2 separate regions of the Mus musculus genome follow, and region 1 is linked to region 2. A link is a contact called in public Hi-C data. All regions are on one chromosome and are shown on one strand. Each heading gives the region's core, a stretch centred on a gene start, on an enhancer-like site or on the middle of the called end of the contact. The rest is flanking DNA. Distances are from core to core; before and after follow the strand shown.

Region 1 (6,791 bases), core at 2,094-4,593, 420 kb after region 2:
AAAACACTTTATTTGTTCTTAAAGAAGTTAATTTTTCTTGCCTATAAAATGCTCTCTGGAAAAGCTTTGGTAGAACAGTAAACAATGAGAGGAAAAAAATCCTGATGCAGATTATGAAGATAACTAGCTGAAACATTCATGGCTTTAGTGTATTGTAGAGAAAATCAGGGGCTAGAAAAGTATTGTTTGTATCTAGATAAACTGGGACCTTACTTTCATTTGCAGACAGCTGTGAATGCATGGACATATGTTTTAAGAATGACTTAAATATAATTTACACTATAGAATATGTACATTGCTAAATACTACAAAATCAAATCCTCCAGTTATATATAGCGGATCCCAAATGTTCCTCACCAGCTGAAAGCAGGATGCTTGGGTGAGTGATACACCCAGCCAGCCTAGGACTAAGTGTTCAGTTAGCCCATGGTGCAGGTGTCTTTGGCCATACTGAAACTTTACATGTAGAACTTGGGGAGGCAAGAGTAAAGTAGGTTTAATACTTCAGGGCTTGGTCTTACTTCTTCTTCCACAGATCTTTGCATTCTAGAAAGCAGTCCTCTTGGAACTTTCACTGGTGGTAAGGTGTTAGAGACATTACTTAGAGCCACCTCAGTTGGGTATGTACACCTTAAAAATAGACATCAGGAATGGGTGGGCATCATTTCATCCAAAGAGATGCATTATTAATGCTAGAACACTGCCATTCCTTCTGGATGAGGTCTTTGCTAGCATTCCTCCAATTATTTTATGTCACTTACTCTCCAATCTTAATCAAATTTCCTTCAGTTGAGTACCAGAAAATATGCAGAGGAAGTGTGTCTCAGCTTTATATTAAAAGACTCAACTATTAGCAAGAATGTTTTGTTCAGAAATTATAATTTTATCTTTTTACAGAATTATGCCTTATATTTTATATTTGTTACCTAATAATGTCAAATTAGAACATTTTAAAGTTCTAATCTTTTTTTTTTTTTTTTGGTTTTTCGAGACAGGGTTTCTCTGTGTAGTCCTGGCTGTCCCGGAACTCACTCTGTAGACCAAGCTGGCCTCAAACTCAGAGATCCGCCTGCCTTTGCCTCCTAAGTGCTGGGATTAAAGGCGTGCACCACCACGCCCAGCTCTAATCTTTTAGAATCCTTACTAAAGAAATAATTGGTAAAGCATGTCATATAAAACTCTATATTATAACTCTATATTATAACTCTATATTATAACTGACTAGAAGCCACTGTAATAAGCTTAGCAAGCATTATGAGGCATCAATGGATACTACAATACACATTTTTGAAAATAATACAATATTTAGGCAATAATCTTTTTTCTTATTTTAAATGTGAAGCTGGGTTCAAATCCAGGGCTTTGTCATACGAAGCTTGCATTCTACCACAGAGGAACAGGTATGGTCTATTCCTGTTTACAGGTATGATTATGGATCAACTTCTCAGACACCCCCAAACAAGTCAGAAACAAAACAAGTCATTGTCATTTCAAATTAGATATTATTATTAAGTATATTGAAAAGCTAGCAGTGTAGCTCAGCCGTAGAGCACTTGCCTAGCATATGCAGTGGACTCCATCTCCTGTACTTAGAGAACAAATGAACCCTGTAATGAAACCCTGAGCAGTAACAGAAAACAATACTGTTCATTTCCTTTCAGATGCCTCCTTTCTCAGAGCTCTTCCTTCCACCACCCAGTCTACATTTGAATCTGTTAACACACTCTGGTAAAATAAGAATACCATTGCAAGCCTCCCACATAAGCCTGAAGCTGACCAGAATCAGGTGGGCTGCAGGAAACTGTGGTTGGCTAACCTGCTGACATGGGGCATGCATATTGGGTATAACTGTGGTAACTGTTTGCTCCTTTTGAACATAAAAATTCTGATTTTTTTGGGGGGGGGCGGGGTTTCGAGACACGGTTTCTCTGTATAGCCCTGGCTGTCCTGGAGCTCACTCTGTAGATCAGGCTGGCCTCGAACTTAGAAATCTGCCTGCCTTTGCCGCCCAAGTGCTGGGATTAAAGGTGTGTGCCACCACGCCCAGCTAAATTCTGACTATTTTTAGTGATCGTGTGGTTACTAGGCTCGCAGGGTCATGTGTATAGAGTAACTGTGAAGTCCAGCGCAGTGATTTGCCTAGATTTTGCATCAGGTGTGAAGATACCAGACATCCTTCAGAGGGAAGCCTTCTGAGGTCATGTTATTTGCAAAATTCTCGATGCAGCTTTTGAAGGTCCTAGGATGCCTCACAAGGAGAGAAGACTGTCTCCCCTTGTTCCTGATGTACTCAGTATTTTTCCCCGTAGCTCTTCTTTCTCCTTAAGCATGCAATGGACATCAACAGCTTGCTAAGAAGGTTTAAAACTTTTCCTCTTTCAAAATAAAGATTGTGAAATGCTTTTTATTTTATATCAGAAAAGAGTAGTGAAATGAGAACATACGTAGTAAGATTATGTAAAAATCTAGGAAAATTGAAGAAGCATTTCTGTTTAAAAAAATAACGACCACTTTGAAATAAACATCCATAGTAATAATTCTACATATGTTTTTGACTTGGAATTATAATAATGGCAACTCTGATTTGGATGATACTGAGAATTAATTCATAGCATATATATATTTCCTTTAAAGAGCACCCAACAGCACACAAACACTGGCACAGGGGAGAGGCTACACTTTCAAGTTGGGAAAGTAGTTTTGGCTTGGTTTCTATATTGCACATCTTAAACTTAGTGTTTGGTGTGTACTTGGGTAACCTGGGTGTATTGGTTATAACCTCTGTTAAGAGATAGCTCTTACAAAATTGTAAGATTACAGCAATACATAATTATTTATAACCCTTGGCTCTCAGTTGTTTTTTAATTGATTTTCCCCAGGAAAAACTGACATAAGTGTAGCTTTCTATTAAAGTGTATTTACAATGATGATGATGACAAAAACAAACAAAAAGAAAATAGAAAAGAAAGAAAGAAAACACTAGCAACAAGAAACAACCCAGGCCACTTACAAGTACACAGGCACATGCACACGCCCATTAACACAACTCATTCCAGTCCCAGATTACAGAGAACTAAATTAATCTGCTAATTTCAAAGCAGTATTCTGCTCTGGTCATCTCACTACATGGCTGTTTCTTTGTAGGACAATGTTAGACACAGGCTAACTGGGTTAATTGCAGCCACATGTAGATTGTCTTTTTGGATGACAAGACACTGTCTTACAATTGATCCACACACCATTGGGGGACTAATTCTGAGCTTCCTTTCGGCTCCGTGCTCATCCAGTGACAGACCGCAGCTACCTCCAAGCTCTGGGCCACATTCGCCCGGGCTTGTCGGGAGTGTGGGAACAGACACAGAGCTGGGTCAGAGGGCACGGAGCCAATGTCGCTACATGTGTGTCTCGCCTTTTGTGCGGCTCTGGCTTCGTCCTACTTTATGCAGATTTCACTTCTGCGAGGTCCAGATTGTGCCATATGGGATCCCTGTGTATGACCAGCGAGGCTACCTGCCTGTGAGAACTGTTCTGATGAAGGACTATCCGAGGAACTGCGGCCTGGGCAGTTGTTTTTCCCAGGAGATGGTCACATACAGAGAGAATTTTTGTAAGGGGGGCTCAGGGGCGATGTCTGGGGCCAAAGCCATCCTCAGTGTCTGGGAAAAGAATTGTGTGTCTGGTTCTTTACTGAGAGTGAGCATGGAATTGGGGACCTTTAAGGGCATAGCTTTCTGAATAAAAATGGTGTGTTGTTTCTTTGTCCGTCTCGTCGTTTCCCCCACTTTTTTCCTCACTTTTTATTGCTACTTTTTGTGTGACTTTTTATTACCTTCATGAGTTATGATGTTTGCTTTCCTTCTACCTGATGATGCTTAATGTTAAAGCTTCATATTAGCATTTTTTCCCTGATGGATTTGGGTCCTTGGCCTTTCTCTTACTTCATTATCCGATATAAAACATTCCATCTTTCCCCTTCTTATCCCTCAGTCTTTGTCTCTGCCTCTCCTTTCCAACTGCTACTCGTTCTTAACTTCTTAGCTTTCTGGGTTATATGGTTTCATCTAACTATTTTTGAGAGAAGTGCTCATTTTATAGTTACTAAATAAAAAAAAAAAAAAAAAAGAAAAAACATGCCGTCTCCCCTCTCTTGTCTGCTCAGTCTTTTTTTTTTTTTTAACCTCCTTACCCTGTCTATAAAACATTTCTTCTTCTCATTCATTATTTGACTCTCAGAAGTAATCCTTCCTACCTCATTTAAGAAGGAAGGTTTCTAAACATTAATGTCCCACTTCCTAGTTGTTACCTCACATCTCTCTCTCTCTCTCTGGCTGTTGTGAAACTGCAGATTTTGTTTTGTTTTTTGTTAGTGCTCACTGCTGTGTGTGTAGGATCCTGGCTTTTTAGAGTGGAGGTTTTAGTGCCCCACGTAGAAAACCACAGAAAGGAACAGTCAGAGCCCTGGTCTGATTGTTAGAGCTCTTTAGCCTCTTTCTTAATTTTTGATTTATTTAAATATGTCTCAAACTCTGCTCTGTGCCCCTCCAGCCTAAGTAAATAAACACCCACTTGTACGTGTGACTAACTTTATTCTTCATTTGAAATTCTTCATTTAAAATAACTCCTGGGAAGGTTATAGGGGCACCTATGTATTGTGGTAACCTTTCTTTGTGAGTTATAACAAAAGATGAGACATAGACGCTCTCCTCTGGCTTACGTTTCACTTCAGTGGGAATTTTTTTTTTTTTATAACACACACTATGCTTTTATTAATGCTGTCGAAACTCTCATTTTCCCCAAATACTTGGTGATACTTATCTGATTTTTTATAATAACAAATTCATTTCTTTATTTTGAGATGTAGTCTTGTATTAAAATATAAACACTACTGGGTGGACAATATATTCAGTCACTGATGCCACTTAAATATTTTCTCCCAAAGGATTCAGTTTTGGACACTAAAATTTCACAAAGGAAAGTTACAAATTGGGGGAAGTTTAGCAAAATTCAAGGTACAATAAATTTGGATTTTCCTATTTATGTCCTGAGCAAAAAGTTAGCTATTTTCCATAGAATGAAACATTTTCTTATCCTTCCTTGTTTTTTAAAGCTCCTGGTGTACACCTGTTCACTCAGGATTACGATTGTTCTTCTTATTAAGGTTTAGCAGTATTAAGTATTGTAAGGGCTTGCTTCTGCTAGGATAATGCTTTATTAATCTATATTCCAAGCACCAAAAGAATTTTTAAGAATGTCATCTTTCATTTTCAAAATTATCTCAGCTTGATAAAACATCCAGTTCTTTATTCAGGTGGCAGAGATAAAGGAAGAATTTTAAATGGAACTCTGTATTTATTGCCTTAAATATTTTTGAACTATTGTTTTTATTGCATTTTATTTACTGCATATTTATTGTTCTTCATGTCTTTCACTTGTTCTCTTTGATGAAATGTTTATTATTATTGTATATGTGCATGTGTACCTTTGATGCCAATGCCAAAGCCTACTTGTGAAAGCCAGAGGACACCTTTGAGGATAGGATTTGCTCTTCCTGCTAATTCTCAGTGCTGGGCAGAACTTGGCCTTCTCTCCTAGATACTATACACAAAGTTAGAAGCTCTCAGAAGTAAGCTGAGTCATGAGGTTAAGAGTAAATCTAAATCTGAAAACTCTAGTCCATTTGTGTCCATTATTTAACTCCCAACCAAACCCTCAGTTCTCTTTGCTGTGAACTGGGGATAATACAATTTGCCTCTCCCAGATATGTAAGAATTAAACGAGACCATCTCTACAAGGGCCTGGTGCAGAAGGAAATACATGCCTCCTTCCTCTTTTATGGTTCCATGCTTAAGGCAAGCTATGCTTTTAAGGTTTCTGTTTGAAGCATGACATTTTCTTTTCAACGTTTAATTGATTCTTTGGGAGTTCAACGCCAGGCACCTGAGTTCCACTCATCTCTGGGTCCCCTTTCCCTTGCAATGTTCCCAAAGGAAAATGAAAAACAAAACAAAACAAAACAAAACAACCAAAGCGTAGAAAAAAAAATCTTGTAATGGAAGCTGTAATGTGCCACAGTATGTCTCACAGTATACTCCTCTCTCCACACAAATGCTCATTGCAATCAGGCATTGGTCTGATTCGAGGCTTTTGACTTCTGACACATCATTAATATTGGCTCCTCATCAGGACTCTTGTTGTTGCCCATGTTGTGGAGATCACAGGACTGGCCCCGTTACATACACCAATCGTTCACAGATGATGTAGACTGTTTGGTGGGCCAACTCAAAGCCCTGGATCTGTAGCTGGATGCTAGCTGGTCAACCTGCCCTCCCAGCCTTATATGCACCACTATGACGAGGTATCACCATTGCCCTGGCTAGCTCACTCAATGCTGCCATGGGCAGGAGTCAGGATTATTTCTTCTGCTCTCATGACCTTTGACCAGCTTTCCTGACTTCAAGAGGTAAGATGGATAGACTCTCCCAACTGCCACAGGTGGCAAGGGGGAAGGGATAGGACATCGTCTCCATGTTGGTGCAATTTATAATCTTAGGGCAGACAAATGTCAGGGTTAGCTCTTCCACTCTTATGTCCTTGGGGCAGCTCACTTGTGTTGATACCACCAGGGCCAGCTCCACTATGCAGCCTCGTGAGGTACAGGTCCTGCTTCCCTGTGTGCCACAGCCAGTGAGGAGAAAGTACAGTTTTGCTTAGCTCTTGGATACCTATATGATGCAAGGTGGCTGCCCAGACCAGGGATACCCCCATAGTCTCTAATGTTAATATGAGCCACA
Region 2 (6,850 bases), core at 2,398-4,897:
TTAACAAATTCAATCCTTCAAAACAGATTTATATCTGGGAAAATGGAATTGATTCTAGTTTGTTCTGACCCAACTTGACATTTCCTTCAAGTGTCTCTTTTTAAGTTATACTATTTACTAAATGACATCTCTGCTAACCTAAAGGAAAATATCTGTTCTTCAAATATTGTCATTGCCCAGCTTTAAAAAGATTTGATTGTACTATGTTAGGGAAACAGTGTCAGAATTCCCATCAAACTTTTCTCCCACTGTAATAACGGAATACAAAAATGAGCTTTGAGCGAGGAAATGACTAGAAAGCGCATTAATGCAATCAAGTCATTAGCAACAACTCTGTCCATATCTGTTAAATATTTTCAAACTATTCTAAAGAAACACACCCAGAAGGCAAACGAGCAGTGAATGGAAACAAGATGGTCAGCAGCATGCGTGGCTTGTGATTTGAATGGAAAGTAATTTATCGTGCCTGAAATAAAAGCTGTTTATTCTTGTGTTTCACTGTCTGTAACAATCTTTACCATTTATCTGTGAAAAAGTGAGAAACTGTACCGTTATTAGCATATGAATACTTGACACATCAAATTGGCTGTACAATAACAGAAGGGCATTTGCTATTGGTGTATGCACACAGACAAAGCAGCCATTTTGAAAAAAATTGAAATAGTGTGGGTTGGTTAACCCTTTCCTCTCCTTTAGTTTTCCTGATTTTGACCAGAACAGTCTGGCAGTTAAAATCAGATTTTTTTTATAACATATAAAAGTAATCAGGAGCCATTATGTATGTGACAATTATATTGATACAGTCACCGTACTTGAAAAATAGAAGCAGAACGATAATAAAGGGGTTTGTGCGAGCATGTGAACACGCATGCGCAGAGTGGGGGAGTCCTCGAGTCTGGCACTGTGTACAGGGCCCAGAAATGAAACAATGCAGACGTACAGTTTTATTTCATGGCAACAACATAGTGGTCTTTGGGTCAGATGTGTGAAACTATTTCTCAAAGAAGCTGCATACATAATTGAGGCCCTCTGAAGGGTTCCCTGTTGAAGTTGCCAGGCTGCATTCATTTCTGCAGCAGAGCCATTTGTTATCAAATTTAAATTAACTCTCTGTACACTGAACTCGAATTTTAGAGCCCCACTCCCTCACAATTGTAAAAATAGTTGAGAAGGTCAGAGACGTGTGTCTGGGGAGTAGAAACAGACAGTCCTGATAAGGGCCTCAGAGGTTCTCAGGTAGGCCTGTGCCCAGCAACTTTTAGAGATTCAGCTGAGAAAACCCCATTTGTGGTTGGTAGTAACCAGTCTGCATTTTGGCATGCAGTTTCATCTCAGATCCAAATTTGTTTTGAAATCTTTTCGACTTGGGTCTGTATTCCAAGTAACGCTTTGCTTTTGTCAGAGTTGTAAGCGTATTTCTCGTCTCTAATATTGCAGACTGATTTTCTATTCTGGAAGATTTAGAGAAAGATCATGAAAAGTAGCACAAACTTCACACAGTTTTAATCCAATAGGTTGCAATTTTAAGCTGTTAAATAATAATTTGCAAAATTATCTGAATTTATATATTATCTTAAACAGAGTTTATATCCATCAATATAATTTTGAGGGGTAAACAACAAACCTATATGTGTAAACTAAGCTGCCTTGAGACCTCCTGTGCCTGTGAAGGAGAAATGTGCATGATTTTCATAGATTTATCAACAAAATATTCCCCCATGGAAATCACTGGGCGTATAAAAATCTTTACTTTTGTCTCTTTCTAGGAGTTGGTAAATGCACTGGAAAACAGACTTTTATTCCTTTGAAACTTAATGCATGGAATTGCAGCCCAGCCTGAAAAAGTCTCTGTTTTCTCTGCCTTGAAATGCCCAGATAAAGGTTAAATCACTATCCCTTTATCACCATAAGACATTGATTTGCTATTATTAAATAATCCTATTTTCACTTCAATGAAATAATAACTTTTTTCCAGGAATGCATAGCAGAATTGGCATTGAAAGCAATAAAAAGGAAGTTAGTAGTTAGTGGCAGGGGTGGGGGTGGGGGATAAAACAAAACAAAAATCACAAGAAAAAAACAAGACTCTGAAACAACTTAACACTGTGACATGGAAAGTGATCCACCAAATATCCACTGAAATACCTATATAGAAACCAAAGGATTCTGCCCCACCATCTGTCTGAAGACCCTTGTGGAGTACCTGCTAGTTCATCACAAATAAGGAACTGGTTATCCAAACCACTGCATCTATTAACAATATAACACAGTAGGAAAGTAGGGAAGGTCAGAAATTATAGTGTTAAATGTCTTCAAAGTGTTAGACCCATGCAAAAGACTTCATGTCTAGCTTTCTTTTTTTCTGAGAATGCAAATTATTTTAAATCACAAACTATTTGCTTTGGTTCTCTGAAGCCATCAACACTGCAGGTTAATATGTTCTTCCAGATGGTTTTTTATTTCCTTCCAGGTAGAAGGGATGCACCTGGCTTGTGGACCATGACAACACTGCGACATACCAGAGCAGTAGTAGATGTTTTCTTTCATTTTTGTAACTGGTGTAATGAAATTAAAAGGAAGAAGTTAAAATGTATTAAGTATGGGCATCTATTCAAAGGGTAAACTGTAAATCCTACAGAAACCTAAGAGAGTTGCTTGTAGTGAGGCATTCTAGCTATTTCGAAGCTTTGTCTAAATCTATAAACTGACTATAAATAGTTCTGAATGTTAGAAAAAAGGAGGAGAGATGAAACTTGGTAAATTCTCACGCATTTTTGTACTGTAATTACTCATTAAACATACTAGCTTCATATTAGATATTTATATTAAGTTCTTTACTTTTCAAAAGGCATACCTTATTTTTCATTAATAAAGCCCTTTTAAAATAAAACATATATTTCAGTTTATTAATCTTTGCATATCGATATTTAGAAGACATGCATGACCAGCAATTTGTCTCATTGATGTTTTATTTAAATAATTAAATGTACAGAACAAAAACTTTTGAATAAAATATTATACAGAAATTCATTTTTGCTAAAATGTATTTTTATTATTATAAAGAATCATTTTAGAGTTCACAACTATTTAAATAGATCTAAGAACTATATAAAAAGTTATGATTTTTTTCCCTCTTTGATGGATAGAATTATTTCCTGGCTCTAGCAAGAATATGTTGCATTTGAGGTTCTATATTGAAAATTTTCAAAATGTACTAAACATCCTAGATCTGACTTTAACATTAAAACTCAAATGGTTTGTTTCATTAGATAAACTTGTCATTTATCGTATGAATAAGCTTCAGGATGATTAGAAGTTCAAGCATCTGAAGGACATAGATCATCTAATTTGTGCTTGAATTTTCTGCATTGTAGGAAAACTGCTATGATATGACTGGGAATTTTCTCATCAACATTTACCGCAAAGGGAGCATGCTTGAAAAGTACAATGAAAAATAATTCTCGCCCTCTTTCTCCTCTTTTTTTTTATTGCTCCCACATTTTCCTTCCTTCTCAATCTCCAATCCTGCTTGCATCTCCATTCTGCATCTCGTGTGTTAAGCCAATCAACTCACGTGCAGTACGCTGTGGAGAAACTGCGGCACACATATGGTCGTGGACTGGTTTGGTAAACATATGTCTTTGCAGGCATTGGACAGCATGCCGGGAATGAGCTATTCCATTTTGGGAAAGGAGGTGGGGAGCGCTTAGCCACCTACAGATGTTTTGCAGCAACGCTGAAGAACTGCAGTCAGAGCTGCAAAATGTGTAATTTGGACTTTTTCCAGGTTTCTTTTTTTTTAAATAAGAAAAAAGTTAACAGCTTTCCTATTCATCTCTTTTGAGAAAATTTACAGTCGTTTCCCAGTCCGGCCCCATTCTGAAGTAAGGACAAAGGACTGAACCTGAAGCTGTCCATCTGCTCCGTAACAGTAATGTTCTAATGGGTGCTGCCTATTTTATGCCATTGCTCATGTATGCCCAGGGGACTGGAACTATTTAATTCACTGATTTCACAGCTCTGTTGTGTGTCACAAAAGGTTAAAAAAAAATCCAGCACACTTTTTAGCACCCTGTTTACAAGGAGTCCCTGTAAATCTAACTGAAGTAACAGATTCCCACCCTGCCCCCCATGCTGGTCCCCCTAGCTAATTTGGTGCATTCAGATAACAGGTAACTGGATGGAAAGATGAACCATTGCCTTGTCCTGTGCAAATAGTGGATATTTTAAATCTGCTGTGAATGTTACTTTCAAAGGCCAAAGATTCCAGAAGTAGATTTGAAAAGAAAGATGTTTGCCTTTAAGATTTTCGGATTAGAGAACTCTGTTTTCCCAGAAGTCCAAGAATTAATGCTATAGATTAGAAGAGAGTTAATGAAAACCCATAAAGGAAGACTGACGACTTATATTCCTCTTCTCTGGGCAGGGGGCTGAGCAGTCCCCCATGCAGCTGGTGCATGCTGGTGTTTTGCCAAGGCCATAATGAAGCCTGCTCACTCCAGGGCATTTTCTTGGACAGATACAGGTGGCCAAGAAACATGCACTTGGGCGGCCCTGAGATCTTCTTAAGAGCACTGATGTCAGGATTGAAACTGGCACTGGTGTTTGCCTCTAAGGAGAAAATGGAATCATGTAGTCGAGGGGATGCCTCTGTTCCTCTCCAAAGAGGATCTCAATAGAAGTGTTTCAATATATGATCTCTTTCCTGACACACATGTATGATCATGAGCTTCTATAACATTATGAACAGCCAAATTATTAACTACCGAGCATAACTGCCACTTTCATTTTGATAATATTAATCAAATTCAGTTCCAACTAGGGTAACTGGGGTAACTGCAAAGAAATTCACATAGTCCCTTGAAAACGAGCTTGTGGGTAAACAGGCCTAAGGCAGTGAGGAGATTCTCATGTTTTGCAAAGAAGTCATAGCTATTTTTGTTCAGAAGATAGAAAGAAATGGATGTTGTAAGAATCTTTGAAAAACATAAATTAGAGCCGAAGGAGTACCATAATTTGCATGTCAGTTAGCACACTTAGGTTTGCTCACACTTATCTTTCTTCTAGAATCTTCTGTGTGCTCTGTGATGATTCTCAGTAATGCTCAGAATAGCTCAAGAGATAGGGAAAAACATGTATTAAATTCCATTCTTAGAACTATTACAATCCTCTATTTACCAGGGAAGATCTATTCTAATATATTATTAGGTCTGGTATTCTTTAATTCATATTTCCCACAATTATTCAAAATTTTGCTTTCTCTAAACTAGGCCTTGGATACAAATCAGATATATCTAGAACCCTGGAGTCTGGAATGTAAGGCTCAGTGGTAACTGGTATGGTATAGAGACCAGGATCAGGCAGGATAATTTCTGTTGCATTGATTTTTAATAAATGTACAAACCAAAGCAACAGCAATAGAAAAGCAAATTTAATACATCTTTCGGCCACAGATTTGTTTAAAACAATGAAATTATGGTTAAAAAGTTTAAATCTTGGAATCTTAGGATTAGTAGGCAAACACTTGTTTTGTTTTGTTTTGTTTTGTTTTTAATATAAACTAATTTATCAACTGATTCAAATGGATAGACCTGAAGGTGGAATTCATTTGTTGGGAAAAATTATTGTGGCCTTTCTGTTAAGATATAAAGGCTTTTATTCAATATGTTGACGTCTTAAAAATGAAAAACGAAAGGATGAATGTGGCTCATTGGTAAAGTGCTTCACTACCACATGTAGCCCATTCTCCAGCATCTCAACCTAACCGATCAGACAGACAAAATACAGAGATTAAGCATATTTTTAGAAACTGAAGCAACCAGGAAGAAATCTTGAATTGAGTGTAATCCCATCTCTTGGCAGATGGAGATAGGAGGATTAGAAGTCCATCCATTTAAAACAAGAAAGGAAAGGGAGGAAGAAAAGGAAGAGGGACACAGGGAGAAAGGGAAAAGAAATCAAGGGATGAAAGAAAAGAAAACTAAAAAATGAAATAAGCTTCACACCAACTTAACTCAAATGTCTACATACAGAACAAGCTAACAGCTTCTGATCTCTTATTTTTTAAGATGAAAATGTTTTGTTCTATGAGAATTCTATGGTGGAATACGTGCTGTTTTAGAATAAATACTTTTTGTAGCCCACACAAGTTGGTGCTCAAGATAATTGACAGTTTGTGATGTCAATTCAAATTTTGATGTTAGGCTGAAAAGAAATTTAGGTATATAGTCAACAGAATATGACAGTAACAATAGCATCCCTCAGATCTTTGTCAGTCATAAAGACAAAAAAGACCCAATTGGAAAAATTTATGAATTCTCTTACCCAAAAAAATGCCTTCTCATGTAACTATTACTATTATCTTTTTGATATTATACTGAAAATGAAACTCATTCACTAATTCTCTGAAGGCAATTTCTCTTTACCTCAAATAAATCTTTCTTATAGGCCATATAAACTGAAATGAACTGGTTGTAATGTTTCCATTTGTTTTCCTACAGAATAAACTCATTACAGTCAGCCCATTAGAAAATGATATTAAAGGATTTAATTGCCTGTGCATATTAAATATGTTTAAATTTAGGAAAATAAACATTTTGAAATTGAATAAATATTCTAAAATAATAGGAATGTGGATGCTAGCTCACTGATAATCTTTAAGGTGACACAAGACAATGTGTGCAGTCCTGTCATTCTATGAGAGTCAAAACTAAATAAGGGCAGAACAGCATTTTAGGAAGCATGGGTGGTATTGCTAATAGATTTTCAATAGCAATTTAGTTTATTTAGACTGTTTGGATGAAATGTTGCTTTATGGTAATGAGGATGGATTTATGACTGACATGCTTGG

Evidence for each region. A called contact is a pair of places that touch in the nucleus more often than the background predicts.
Region 1: a contact with region 2 is called in a Hi-C map of cerebellum, with 4 times the contacts expected there. The contact joins two enhancer-like sites. A contact is called at or near these places in 3 of 39 promoter capture datasets (the C10 cell line, hippocampal neurons and liver), 4 of 484 Hi-C or Micro-C datasets (cerebellar granule neurons and cerebellum) and 1 of 115 datasets of contacts at active chromatin or transcription factors (neural tube).

What each region holds. Positions count from the first base shown.
Region 1 is chr13:84,401,373-84,408,163 of GRCm38.p6, forward strand. No RefSeq gene overlaps it. Among named protein-coding and RNA genes, the nearest start is that of Gm41011, 61 kb to the left of the region's middle. Within about 2 kb of position 3,344, at least 23 of the 459 cell types and tissues checked have an H3K27ac peak or open chromatin away from gene starts, as enhancers often do. A contact at or near this core is called in cerebellar granule neurons, cerebellum and neural tube, where this site is marked.
Region 2 is chr13:83,984,249-83,991,098 of GRCm38.p6, forward strand. No RefSeq gene overlaps it. Among named protein-coding and RNA genes, the nearest start is that of Gm17750, 77 kb to the right of the region's middle. Within about 2 kb of position 3,648, at least 68 of the 459 cell types and tissues checked have an H3K27ac peak or open chromatin away from gene starts, as enhancers often do. A contact at or near this core is called in cerebellar granule neurons, cerebellum and neural tube, where this site is marked.